Regions from separate parts of the Xenopus laevis genome. Here region 1 is linked to region 2. Evidence: chromatin contacts called from public Hi-C data. All regions are on one chromosome and are shown on one strand. Each heading gives the region's core, a stretch centred on a gene start, on an enhancer-like site or on the middle of the called end of the contact. The rest is flanking DNA. Distances are from core to core; before and after follow the strand shown. Region 1 holds the start of LOC108703718 (survival motor neuron protein). Region 2 overlaps dgkq.S (diacylglycerol kinase theta).

What was found. A called contact is a pair of places that touch in the nucleus more often than the background predicts.
Region 1: a contact with region 2 is called in a Hi-C map of animal cap, with 8 times the contacts expected there. The contact joins the promoter of LOC108703718 here to the enhancer-like site in region 2. A contact is called at or near these places in 3 of 4 Hi-C or Micro-C datasets (the XL177 cell line, the XTC cell line and animal cap).

The regions. Positions count from the first base shown.
Region 1 is chr1S:101,251,635-101,259,478 of Xenopus_laevis_v10.1, forward strand. It overlaps LOC108703718 (survival motor neuron protein), which reads left to right and starts at 5,344. Exons shown (of 11, transcript XM_018239913.2): 1 at 5,344-5,523.
Region 2 is chr1S:101,149,190-101,156,218 of Xenopus_laevis_v10.1, forward strand. dgkq.S (diacylglycerol kinase theta) reads right to left here. Exons shown (of 23, transcript XM_018239916.2): 16 at 7,010-7,029; 17 at 5,791-5,939; 18 at 5,473-5,654; 19 at 1,823-1,923. Among protein-coding and RNA genes, the nearest start is that of slc49a3.S, 38 kb to the left of the region's middle. Within about 2 kb of position 3,877, at least 2 of the 7 cell types and tissues checked have an H3K27ac peak or open chromatin away from gene starts, as enhancers often do. A contact at or near this core is called in animal cap, where this site is marked.

The sequences.
Region 1 (7,844 bases), core at 4,094-6,593, 100 kb after region 2:
ACTTTATACAATATATCAGTCTTTTTGGCCTACATACTAGATACTTGTGTGGTTATGCATGTACTAAAGGTAATGACATTATTTTATAGCCAAGGAGATACAAAGCACTGTTAGCATTGCTAGTAGGATAATGTGAGGTGCCATAACAAAAAAAAGCTTTAGATTTACAGAGATTTCATGCCTAGTTACACCCAGACACACACTGTGCCTCATCATCCCCAAAGGTATAAATATGCATCATTGCCTTAAAATCTTGTAAGGTTGACAGGTCTGTTACTAAGGGGCAGATTTATCAAAATGTGAGTTCAGATTTTAATAAATAAAAACTCACTCATGTTCCTGGGGGATTTTTAGAAGGGTATTTATCAAATACCCGTTGATAAATGTCCTTCTATGTATGAATAGAATGTGAGTCTTTATTTATTCAAATCTGAACTCACAATTTGATAAATCTGCCCCTTCTACATGTGTGTTTTTATCTGGGTCATCACCCGTACCATTAGTAAGATAGTTATGTTAGTAAGTAAGGACATAGCTATGGAGGAAGCAGACCCTTTGATTCTGGGGCCAGGAGTGTAGCGGACCCAATGAGGCCCTAATTAATGGTTAACTGTTAAGTTCACTTTTAGTATGTTATAGAATGGTCAATGCTAAGCAATTTTTCAATTGCACTTCATTATTTATTTTTTATAGTTTTTGAATTCTTTGCCTCTCTCTTCTGACTCTTTCCAGCTTTCAAATGAGGGACACTGACCCCCATCTAAAAACAAATGCTCTGTAAGGATACATATGTATTGTTATTGGTACTTTTTATTACTCATCTATCTATTCAGGCCTTCTTCTATTTATATTTCTGTCTCTTATTCAAATCAAAGCTTGGTTGGTAGGGTAATTTGGACCCTAGCAGCCAGACTGTTGATTTTGCAAACTGGAGAGCTGCTGAATAAAAAGCTAAATAACTCAAAAACCACAAATAATAAAAGATTAAAACTGATTGCTCAGAATATTGCCCTCTAAATCATACTAAAAGTTAATTTTAAGGTGAACAACCCCTTTTATAATATCAATATATTGTAGTAGAAACCATTTTGGTGCCCTAAATGTAATTTGCTGTGGGTCCCAGTAACATATTTATTATCATGTGCTGATTTGAATAAGAGACTGGACTATAAAGAGCAGCAGTAACAATACATTAGTAGTCTTACAGAGCATTTTGGTTGCTTAGAATTGGCCATTTTATAACATACTAAAAGTTAATGGAAAGGGAACCAACCCTGTAAAAGGGCTGTTACAAAAGCAGGTCCGAGAGCACCTAAACATATTAGCTAATTGATTCCATTATATTTTGCCTGCTTGTACTCATTTGTGTTTATTATTGAGGTGTTTTTTCATGATCCAAAATAGAAGGTATTTTGAACAAACAAATGTAACTATGTTAAAAAAACTATATGTATAAACAAAATATACATGTGGCGGGCTCTAAAAGAAACAAAAAAAGTGGTCTAAGAACCCTATTAGTGTAACTAGTACTGTAGTAGTTTACATTTGTTCATGCATTCCACTTTTGACATAGTTTTATGCCGGTGGATTGTGTTAACTCACTCATTCCCAGGCAGTGGAGCGCATATAAGGTGAAGTCATGACCAAATGCTTCTGTGTTAGCAGTGACGTAACTACCAGGGGGGTGCGATCTAACCCGGGGCCCGCTGAGACATGAAAAAGGTGTTTTACGTACATTACAACAGGGGATCTTCTGCACTCACACATGCACAGTGTGAGGAGCTCAAGATTGGTGGGGGGGGGCATAATGGTGCTAATTATGTCTATGATTTGTTTGTGAAAGTTCTCATTTATCCAGGTCATCCAACTGGCTTTCTCAATTCAGAATAATTTGTACATAGGATCTTGCTTTGCTTTATATTCTCCGGAATGTTGCTCCAATCAGCATAATCTGTTTATCAGAATCCACAATGATCCACAGCAAGTCCAGTTGATTTGAATTATTTCTATAGATATGTCTATGGAATAGATGTCTATAGATATGTCTATGATTTCTTCTATCCTAAAGGCTGTTTGTATAAACATTAAATGAAAACTTTACTCCCAAAATGAATATTTAAGCAACAGATAGTTGATATCATATCAAGTGACATTTTAAAGAATCTTACCAAACTGGAATATATATTTAAGTAAATATTGCCCTTTTACATCTCTTGCCTTGAACCACCATTTCGTGATGGTCTTTATGCAGCATCAGAGATCACCTGCCCAGAAATACTACTGTGCCAAATGGCACATACTACTAAAAAATTATATTATTATGAAAAAGATTTGTTTACACGAAGCATGGTTTTATATATAAGCTGTTTTATGCAATATATTTTTATAGAGACCTACATTGTTTGGGGGTATAGTTTTCCTTTAAGCAGTGAAAAGCAAAGCATGGCCAAGAGGTGCTGGCACATGCTCCTACACTGACCCATTCACCACCACCTACTTCAACTTGCATTCCACACCCCTTACTCCACCCGACTCACACTGCAAACCTTCACCTGCTCTGTATTACCACCTGGCAGATCTGGCTACAGCAGTTATAAAAGGCATCAGATGCATGTTCATTGAGTCCTAGCAACCCCCACTGCAAGTTAGTTGCACCCCAGGCACATGCCTCTTCTGCCTATCCCTAGTTCCAACCTTGCTAAAAAATAAACTGTTTGTTTTTACGTTTGTCAAACAAGCAAAGAGAAACAGTTGACAGTGCACAAAAGGAAGAAACATCTTTGCATAGCTAGAGTCTGCCCTCTAGTGTACAAATACAATACATACTGGTAACATTTTACTGCTTTTGCACAAGATGTATTCTTTACCGATCATTGCTTACAGTTAGGTAACCAAATAGTGGAATGGGAAATAAAGTCTAGAACCCCCAAAATGTTTACATTTGGGCTTGTTTACCATAGTGCAGTAAACCATGGCAACCAATCAAAATTTTTGTTTTCAATATTGTGGGTGTCTGAACTAATAACTGATTGGATGGTATAGGTTACTACCCAGGTCAAAGCTGCCCAGAGTTACTAAATGAGCCATGGTGAATGGCTAGGTGATGTTATATAAAATATGCTGGTAACAAGTAATGAGTATCTCTCTCTCTTTCATTCATTTTATTTAATTATCTTTTAGACACCACATGCTCCTTGTGGCTTTCCTGGCATGCCAGTCCAACACTGGGCTTTCCCCAGCAGAACATTGGCTATATGGCAGACTACCAAGACTACTAAATTGCCAAACTTTGCAATGCTTCTACATCTACAGCATTTAAACCCCAACAGGGTCCTTCCTGGGTGACGTAGCCCTAAGATTAATATAATAACCGTAACCCAATTACCTTGGGGCAATTAAATTTGAGGTGTAAATGATATAAAATCACCATAATACATCACCATGAATATTGGATTGAGTATGCTAATTATGTTACCCCGAAGAGGTCCCCCACCCAAAAAAACATAATTCTAAGAAACTTTCCATTATACATTAATGAAAGTTTTTTTCTTTTTTTTTAATGTTATTTATAAATGTAATTGCAGCCCAAAGCAGAATCTTTCCATCTCTCAGGGTCTGACTCCTAAAACATTGTAACAGAGGTGAGGTCTCTCTTACTCTCTTTTAATCAGAGCCTGCAACATTGTTAGAAGAGTCTGAGAGACTGAACACGACTGACAATTTTTATATCTGGAGTTGATTGACCTAATTCAAATTTACGCTTTTTTTCACGCCTCCGTTTTACTAAACATGCAATCCTTTGCATATTTAATAAAAAAAAATAATCTTAAAAATTGCATCATCTGTGAAAAAAATTATCGTGTTAGGTTGTCCAGAGCTAAAAAGACTTCACCTGAAGAAGTTCCTTGTCACCATGTTCTTCATCTTCTTTCACCTTCTCTTCATTCTGGTCCTGATTTGCATATTCAGTAGGATGAAAGCTAAATTTAGATGCAAAAATATGGCTTTTTTAAAAGATTGCAGACGAGGAAGGAAAACAGTGCTGAAAAAATTTCCACAGAAATACTCTGGGCTGGTGCTATTTGCTCTGGCCACCAATGTTTTTTTTTAATTTGTAGAGACCCTGGTCACTGATGTTTTTAACTTGGAGGGACCCTGGCCACCAATGTTCTTTGAATGGGTAGGGGGCCCTGGCACCAATTTTATTTTAACTTGTAGGGGCCCTGGCCACCAATGTTTTCTAACCTTGGGGAGAGGCCTGGCCAACAATGTTTTTTTTTTTACTTGTATGTGGGGCTCTGGCCATTAGTGGAGCCCGCTCTGAGGCAGCCCCTGAAAATGTTGTTGTGCGGGACCTTGAGATTTCAGAAGGTGGCCCTGTGACTTACTGTTTATTTGTGGTTAGAGTTGCCACCTGACCGGGATTTTACTGGCCTGGCTGGTAAAAATGATGGTTGATCCCAATGTCATACCTCCCAACATTTTGGAAGTAAAAAGAGGGACAAAAATGTTTTTCACACGTAGAACAGCAAAATGTTTTGACCACGCCCTTTCTGTGGCCACACCCCCTAATTACCATGTTCAGTTTAACTAAATTTGTCAGGTTATGAAAGTTTGAAAATACTTCTCCTTATGTAAACTGTTTTTTTGTGTCTCAAAATTGTTACAAAGTATCTTATTTACACCTGTTAGCTGTTCTGTGCTCTCTGCTAAAAGCCAATTAAGTGAGAAACGTTATTTCTTTTTCTGGCTGTTCAGTGCAGAGAAAATAGGGACTTTCCAGTACAAATGAGGGACTGCAGGTTGAGCTGTAAAAAGAGGGACTGTCCCTCCGAAAAAGGGACAGTTGGGAGGTATGCAATGTTATTAATAGGGAAAAAAGATAAATATATATTGGATGGCCGGTATTTTTTTCCAGAAAAGGTGGCAACCCTATTTGTGGTGGGTGGTAAAAAAGGGATAAGGAGAGGACTGAATATCATGCAGCAGACTCCCCAGCTGCCCCCCATGAGGTTTGAATTTTCAAATTAGCCCACTCATTTTCATACATAGCTAAAAAAAGAAATTACTGAGATGATTATTACTGAGTACAACACAGTTCAATGTGCATATCATTTTATAGTGGGATTGTTTGTGCATTCTCAATAACAATATACAATTATTAAAGAAAACGAAGATTTCAGACAGTGAATGTCCATGAAAGTCTGCAATTTCCTCTAGCGCATCATTGCAGGCCTTGCTGTAGGTGCCGCTGTGGCTTGCCATATCATTTCTATCCTTTTAGCTGCCCACTGACTATTCTAACGCAGAGCAGCATGGGAGATGCAGTTCTCAGCCGACCTCGGTGTACAACTACACCGAGAGAAAATGACTACAATTCCCAGAGCGCCTTGTATACGGGGGATGCACACTGGTTGCTGTCTGAGGATGGTGCACCGGTGGCTGGAATGGGATTAAGGATTTGACCGGAGGATGGCAGCTTGTGACAGGGAGATTGTTTATCACAACAAGGACAGCTCACAGGTGACAAATAGAATGGATACTAGCGTGCTGATGCATTCATTGATATTCGTATTTGTACGTGTGTTTGCTTTTATAACCTCAATTCATGGTGTATTTTTCTTTTTTTGGGGGGGGGGGAGACAGGGGTTTGTTTTGTCAATTTTTTCTTTATGTATACTGATGTGGGATCAGTTGTGCTGTGCATGGTATTGTGGTGCATTTGTTTCTATCTGCCAATACGTCTACATACATGTCATCTTGGGTGACAGACCTGCTGCATTTTTAAATGACAGCTGAAAAATCATTACTGAAAGCACTTGTGTGACAGCCATTAAGCACTGGGGGTGCTTACAGTAGATTAAGAAACCACTGATCCCAAGAGCTTACAGTCAGCCCCTGATGTATCTGCCATCAGAAAAGGACAGGGTGAAAGCAGTGCAGCTGGATCTGCCCAGCAACAAGTCCTACTGTGCTTGGAGGAAGGGTTATAGCAGCATTTTGAAGCTGTATATCTAATCATTATTTCCAATGTTATTTGCCCAAGACCCTTGTCTTTAAAGGGCAAATATTTTAAATGTAAAAGTGTGGTCATTTTATATTATCCATAATTGTTCTGTATTCTTTTGAAATGTTCCAACTAACCTTTTCTATTTTGTAAAGCTGTGATAAGTGTAACATGACTTGTGCTTTACAATACATATTGATTCCAAGCACAAAAAAAAAACATACTGGATGCTTAAATGAAAGTGAAAAATGTTGTTTAGCTCTGCCACTTTTACATAGAATTTTACAAATGTGTTGCATTGACTTCAGTGGATATTTTGCCTTTATAAAATAAGTTGATTATTTATTATTTTATTTTTGTGATTGGTATGTGTGGCATCAAAGGACAAGGAAACAAAAGAATAATTACCGGGTGTGGTGGTCTTTTTAGAAGCTAGCATCACCTCCTCCCTACCAAAATTGTTATTAGAAATCTATAAGGTATGTAACAGCAGTGCTTCTAGGCACCTGTAATTCTGACTGCCTGTACAAAAAAAATCTCACCAGAATTTATCTTGGAATGCTAAAGGAAATAAAATGTGTTCTTCATTGTGATGTAAAAATCTTGTTGTCAAATTGGCTTTTTATCATACAACGGTGAAGTAGAAATTAACACTGTTTTTAAAGGACACCTATTGGGGATATGCCACCCATAGCAGGAGGGAGCTCCTGGTGCAGTCAGCTGTATCTGGTGACACTCATGCACTTAAGAAACTCACAGCTTGTTCATTATACGCTCATGCATGTGCATATTGAGGAAGCTGGGACACAAACTCTTTTGCATTTTTATGTCTCAACATGGCCACTTGCACTGGGAATTCCCTCCCTATGTGGGCTGCATATTGTTTGCTACCAGCATTTTATGTAATGAATAGTATTGTTTTCCCTAAACGGTGTATAGGCTCTATTAGTCTAAACCTCTTGTGGGACCAGACCATTTTTAAGTATATTGTAGACAGTATTATTCAAAAACATTTAGCAATTAGTCATAGGGGTATATTTATCAAAGTGAGAAGTTAAAGATCATCACAGTCTGCTAGAGTGAAATTCTGCCACTTTCCATTAATTTCTATGGGATTTTGAAAGTCGTATTTATCAAAGCGTGAACTGTCACTTTTACCCATTGATAAATACTCTTTTAAAAATCCCATAGAAATGAATGGAGAGTGGCGGAATTTCACTCTAGCAGACTGCGGTGATCTCTAACTTCACTCTTTGATAAATATAACCCTTACTGTTTTGGAGAAGAGTTGGGGGGGGGGATTGAATAATTAAAAAAAAAAATAGTTTTGCAGCTCTTTGTTTTTTTTTAATGCTAGCCATTGAATCAGCAAGGTAAATTAATAACAGAGGGCGAGAAAAGAAAGATTCAGTTTAGCAATAAAACTGAACCCTCATAATGTCCCTGACTTCCAGATAACCGCATACAGAGTTGTAGGTTGGAAATTGAAGCACTAATAAAAAAAACCATACAAATAACATAAATGCTAAAACTGATTATAATAAGCTAATTTAGTAGTTGGCATCCAGGTAAGTGCAGTGTTTTCTAGTTTGTTTGGTGAATACAGTAAAAGTATAATAAAATGTGTAATAGTAAATGTTATCTAGTGTCTAATGGTTCCCAGAATCCCACCTCTTCTTTAGTCTGTACAGCAAATATAATGTCGGGTACGGGTACAATAGACCGTTCTCTCCCAAGCAGCAATTAAAAGCATTCACTTACAATATCCATACTGCAAAAATCATTAGACCCAGTCAAAACCTTAAAGATATTCAATGGAGAGAGGGTTCCATTTTTC
Region 2 (7,029 bases), core at 2,627-5,126:
TTGGACCAAGCATGGTACCTGTCTGAAGGTGATATGAATGGATTTAACACAAAATAACTGTTTTACACGTATGCTGTTGGGTTGCACTGTGTTTGCAAAGAATATCTTTTCTGTGCTCAAAGAAAAATTAATCTCCTAGAAGAAAAAGTTTGCATTGCACATTTCTTCCCATCCCAAATGCCAGATCTCATCATTTTCAAAAGGTGGAACATTCTCTCTTCTGATGCATTTGAGGAACATTAAACTGCTTGGTCAGTTTAATCAGTATGTAATGAAAGAACTAGCTGACCTGTGGTCCTGCAGCTATAAGATGACTTCTGCTTCCTGTCTCATACTTTTATCTAGGGCACATACAAATAATCATTGGTAATAATAATAAACCAACATTGCATGATGGGTTTATTATTGCTATTACCAATAACATTTAAGTACTGAAGCCACCTCTGCTTTTGTACTGCTTGTCTGATCCAACCTAATATCATGTAATATTTGCTCACTTAACTGCATCGACAGGCATAACGGACAGCTATAACAATCAAGTTACCATGCTCACAATACAGTGCAGAGTCTCCTACTCAAACTGCACATACCAGTACCAGCGTCTGACTGCAAACCCCTATCCCATTAGGGCAGTGGCACATGGGGAAATTTGTCGCCTTATTTATAAGTGAAGGAGGACAACAAATCTCACAAAAATGTCTCTCCATGGGAAATAATTGAAAGTGCTGACGGTATGACTAACATATCACTAAATTGCCCAAAGTTTCCTCCAGAGTCAACTTTGGGTAACTTAGCGATATACTGGTCATACCGCCATCTATTTCAATTATTTCCTATGGAGAGGCATTTTCTGGAGATTTGTCGCATATGCTCGCTCATAATTGTGGGCGACAAATCTCCCCATGTGCCACTGCCCTTACACTAAAACAAAACCGCTAGATCTTGAAAGCAGAGCAAACACGTGTTTATGCTAAGCTGGACTCTAGAATCCCAGTGACCTATAACTATTAGGGTAAGGGCATACCTGGAGATTCGGGGACATTTAGTCGCCCAGCGACTAATCACCTCTTCTTTGGGGTGACTAATCTCCCCGAGCTGCTTCCCCGTGTATTCAGCCTGCTTCAATGAAAAAACGCCTACACCAATGCACTTGCAGCACTTCGATTTCCAAAGTCGCCTGAAGTATCCTCACGAGTCGCCGGGCTACTAAATCTCCCCGAATCTCCAGGTGTGCCCTTACCCTTAGGTTGAAAACACAGAGTTACTGGTAGCAGCTACTGCAAATAGACAATAGGCAATGGCGTTTTGTAGCCATGACATGTAGCTGCTACTAGTAGCTCGGTGTGTCTTCACCCATAAGTTCTGTGGTACAGATCCTCACTTACTATGTCTATAGTTTAAAGAGGACATGTCACCCAAAAAAATATTCAAAATCCTATTTTATCACATTAGTCAAGCAAAATGAACTTTAATTACACTATATAAATTATTTGAATCTTGTTTCCTTCAGTCTGGGATTTAAAAAATTATAGCATTTTGTGGACACTGTTATTAAGACAAGCCTTGCATCATCTCAGAAAAGTGGCAGACAATATTTGATTGACAGCTGAAATTTTTTAAATGAGCTTACAACAGCTATGAATGCTTTAATTAAAATAGAAATTGGATTTCATTTTTAATTTGAAAAGGACTTTTATTATACAGATTTTTGTGTCTGGGTGACAGGTCCACTTTAATATGGCAACAGGCAGAAGATCTTCACCTGGTTCTTGTGTTATAACAACATTTAAGGCAGACATGCAAAAGGAAGTAGTTGGCGTACCTGCTGTTAAATTTGCCAGGTTCAATCTCTCTGGCATGGTGAAAGTCCAAACTCAGTTCTGCATCAATACCAATTCCACAATAGTTGTTCATCTGTACAATCTGGGGGTAAAATATGATATGTTTAATGTGGAGCAGTTAATCCTGTTTACTATTTCTCAAGGTTTATGGTGAAGGACAAACAAATACTGCAGCCTCAAACATGTACAAAAATTTTCCGTGAGTATAATAGGTAAACCACAGGGAACAAATGTGAAAGTATGTAAAAATAAGTTGGGGAGGAGGACATTATGTTTCCTTTAAAAACACCAGTGCACAGTAACGGTCTGTACTTTATAGAGAAAGAAAATAAAAGTATTGCTTTTATATATATACCAAGCAATACTTTTATTTTTTTTATACCTCATTAAGCCTTGAATTTCATACGCAGGTGTGAGAAAAGGTATATAAGGTGGCCAATTGCAAGTTGTGCTTCTGATCTGAAAGCAAAGATTGTTTAGTATCAAACTATCTCAGAGGTTTAAACTGTAAGGAATGTAGTCAGGAAATGGAAGGCCACAGGCACAGTTGCTGTAAAACCCAGGTCTGGCAGGCCAAGAAAAATACAGAAGTGGCATATGTGGAGGATTGTGAGAATGGTTACAGACAACACAAAGATCACCTCCAAGGACCTGCAATAACATCTTGCTGCAGATGGTGTATCTGTACATCATTCTACAATTCAGTGCAATTTGCACATAGAACATCTGTATGGCAGGGTGATGAGAAAGAAGCCCTTTCTGCACTTACGCCACAAACAGAGTCGCTTGTTGTATGCAAAAGCTCATTTAGACAAGCCACAGTCATTTTGGAACAAAGTGCTTTGGACTGATGAGACAAAGATTTAGTTATTTGGTCATAACAAAAAGCGTTTTGCATGGAAGAAGAACAGTGCATCCCAAGAAAAACACCTGCTCCCTACTGTCAAATTTGGTGGAGGTTCCATCATGCTGTGTGGCTAGTTCAGGGACTTGGGCCTTTGTTAAAGTCGAGGGTCGGATAAATTCAACCCAATATCAATAAATTCTACAGGATAATGTTCAAGCATCAGACACAAAGTTGAAGTTACACAGGGGTTGGATATTCCAACAAGACAATGGCCCTAAATACACTTATCTACAAAGGCGTTTATGCAGAGGGAGAAGTACAATATTCTGGAATGGCCGTCACAGTCCCCTGACTGAAAAATCTATGGGATGATTTGAAGCAGGCTGTCCATGCTCGGCAGCCATCAAATTTAACTGAACTGGAGAGATTTTGTATGGACGGAAGTACCGCCATCCAAAATTCAGACACTCATCAAAGGCTATAGGAGGCATCTAGAGACTGTTACATTTGCAAAAGGAAACTCAACTAAGTATTGATGTAATATCTGTTGGTGTTAATCCAATAAAGTTTATGTCACTGCTGAAATACTACTGTTTCCATAAGGCATGTTATATATTAAAAAGGAGGGGTTCCCAAACTTTTTCAATGTTTACGGGTCAAGAAATAAAAATCACTTTTTTCACCTTTATCACCAGTGAAAAAAGATTTTCCAGCAGTTAGCTATTTTCGTGAACAAAAAGTACACGTTACTTGACTTGTACGTTTTTGGCCCAAAAGATAGATACTTATTTAGACTGTTTGCTTAGTTGCCCCTAGTAAACTTCCATTTATGCTCCTCAATACTGACAGCACTCTAGAGCACCTGGATATTTTAATTCTTTTGTGGTGTTTGGTTTTATAATATGGTTTGGTCCTCTTTTTCTATGCTCTAACACTTTTCTTAGCTGAATGCCATGAAAGGCTTTGTATAGCAGGTGGACAGCACATTTTCCAACCTGCAGAACAAAAAGGACAAAGTGATAAGAGTGTTTACATTACAATGACACTTACTGCTACCTATGTTGACACAGCAGTGGCTTTATGGAAGTGGCTGTGGGATGTTTACAAAATAGACACCAACACCAGGCCTGGATATGTATGCAGACCACAAAGGCATGGGCTTAGGATGATAAAGTTCTGGGGGCAGCATGTTGTCCACTCACTGCATCTGAAATGAGGACTGGGTGGGAGATTTGTTTGAATCTCCCACCCATCCAATCCCCAGTGCTGGCAATTTAGGGGAACAGCAAAAAGGAATGAAGGAGATGTGAGGTGTGCGAGTGGGGAGGGGGTTGTGAGCAAGGGGGCCTACACCAACTTTAAATCCTGCCCCAACTGTATATGTTTCAATAGAAATTCAAAAACAAAGTTTACTTGAGCGGTATCATTTAACGATAGGTAGCTAAAAGAAAAGGTACATTTTTTTTCATGGTTAAATATCTAGCCAATTTAAAAAGATACAGGAACAGTTTTCCCTACCTGCTTCTGTGCCAAATACATATTAATATATAGTCACAGGAAATTTTTGAAAAATATACTTGGCTAAGAAAAACACAGTATGTCAGTACCTGAGAAAAACAAGCAAGCATCAGTGTTATACTACTTAAGATTCTGGAATTATGAATAAGACAGCCCGATACAAGATGGAGAGATGAAGGCTTGCAATTTGTGACAATTAAATTAAAAATTGTCATTGATCTATAACAAAGGGCAGCAGAATCCAATTGCAAAATGATTTGCTCTTTGAATTACAAATAAAAGGTTGCCTTTAATCTGAATATTTGATACTCTTCTGGTATGATAGATATGAACAGGATTTTTTGCCTAATTAGTTGAAATCTTTAAACGCGGATCTGCAAATTATTTAATCCATTTTCTGCGTCACTGAAACACAAGCATTGTAAAGAACTATTAATCATCCAGAAAAAAATCTTGCTAATCTCACAGAATTACCATAATGTTGAGCTCCACACAAGACATTTTTCTGGGGTAAATATGGAATACATTCTGTGCTGGTGTGTGTATGAAATCCATAAAAATATTAGTGAGCTGTGTATGTTGAGCCCATAATGAGGTTCAAAATAATGTTCAAGGCACCTTGTCTTGTATTTTAGCCAATTTGTTTTTAAAGTAATAGCCCAAGGGAATTCCATTCCATGGGTGTATGTAACAAATTGGAATATAAAGGTATTTGGTGGATTTTTCCCAAGAAAATCCAAGACAAAAAATATATTAAACATGTAAAGCCATTTATTAGGACAAAAGAGGTTCTGGCCTAACGTGATTTGTGCCTGTTAGGGCACGTACTCATAGGCTTGTGTCCTGTCCTATGTGCAGGCTCCCAAGAGCTGATCTTTAGAAGGAGCATATGCACTGGAAGCCAACTAGCACTGGATGCCAATCGACCCTTTTTTCTTGTGCACGTGTTCCATATATGTGATCAGTGTGCATCTGACTTTTCACTGCCAGACAAGGAGGCCAACCCTTTGCACTACTCTGGCTTCTAAGCTTGGATAGGGGGCCACACTAGATACCTACGAAAAGGTCATGTTGGGAATACTACGTGGAACCAAATAACTCCACTTAAAACATATTGCAGAAAAAGCCCTGTTTCCCAAATAAAGGGTTGTGGACACATTATTAATAATAATACACGAGAGAGAAAAGACTACAAAAACAATACTGTAGATTAGAAGCAAGATATAATAACAGTATTAATGTTAATAAATAAGTAAATATAATTACCTTTGGGGGGTCAGGTTCTGAAAAGCCATTTTCCATTGAATCAACTGCCTCCTGAGCATCTAGCAGTATTGTCCAGCGGTCCATTAGAATATTTTCAGCTTCATCCACAGAGATCAGAAGAGAATATGGGTCTTCCCCGCTATAGCCAGCTCCCCATCGCAGTACTCTACCCAAATCATTGCCTGGAACAATAAGAATACTGTTCATAGACTGTTACACATTTACAATGTAGGACATTCACAGAAAAGTCATGTATGCACAGATGTAAATTGTTCATTATAGCATAGGATGTTTTGTGATGTTTGGTTTTGCCCTTACCAGTTCCCAGCGGTAGAACAGCTATAGATGGCTCTGTACAAGCCAACTTGTATCGTATCTCTTCAAGAACTCCGAGCACCCAGCCAACAGTACCATCGCCACCGCAAACAAGTACACGAAAGTAGGGAACCTTTGAAAAGGTATGAAACCTGGGGAAAATAAAGAAAATAGTCCTAATAATAGCTAATAATAATTGTAAGGATTTTCTTAACATCTAGTAAAAAATGATGCAGCAGATTTGTAAAGTGTTTAAAATTATAAAGTATTTCAATTTCAAAGGGCATCTCCTATTTTGAAATCAATGTACAAAGTCCCATTTCTGACTTAATATATCAGAGACTTGTAGTTAGAAAAACCCAGGAAGGTAATGCACAATGATGTATAGACTTGAAAAAAGACATGCAATTTCTCCCAATACATCTGAGCAAGTGGATCAGCATTTAATGGCTTAATTATAACACACCCCATAAGTCTTTGAATATAAATTACACTGTTACATAACAATGAATTATGATGGCAACACTATGGCTGTGTTGTCAGACAGGCTTCTAGATTTTACCTTTGCTTACTGTTAAACACCTGTGATCTATTTTTTTCAGGACAATGAGCAGATCAGTAAAATGGGCTCTCCACCCAAGAAAATACATTCCGTATTTAATTGTCGTTGAAAACAGTGCTTATTTATCCATTCTGTTCTGGGTGCAGAAAATGTTAGCAGTTGACAGATGCCGATTTTAATAGCAACTACATTTCACATGGCTTTAACACCACTGAAAATCTGTAATGCATATTGGAAAGTTGCTTAGAATTATATTTGCAAAAATTACTTTTGGGGTGGAGGATGCCTTAAAGGAAAAGTTCGAAAGTAATCTCTCAACTAAACTAATCGACCATTATGTGTGTTTTTCTTCTGGGTATTACAGTTTCCTCCCAAACTCCAAAGAGGCAGGTTAAATAGCTCCTGAGAAAACTGACCCTACTGTGCGTGAATGTGATAGGGACCCTAGATTGTATGCTCCACTGGTGCAGGAACAGATGTAAATTATGTATAAACTGTGCTAAGCTCTGTGGAATATGCTGGTGCTATATAAAGATAGTAACTATAATAACTTCCCACTTATAGTAATTTTCTTACTGAGAGACATGTATAATACCTTATTACTATCCCTTTTTGTTTTGTCCTTAAACTGAAGTTTTTATAATTCAAAAGATAACATACCCAGGCAGTGGACCTCCATT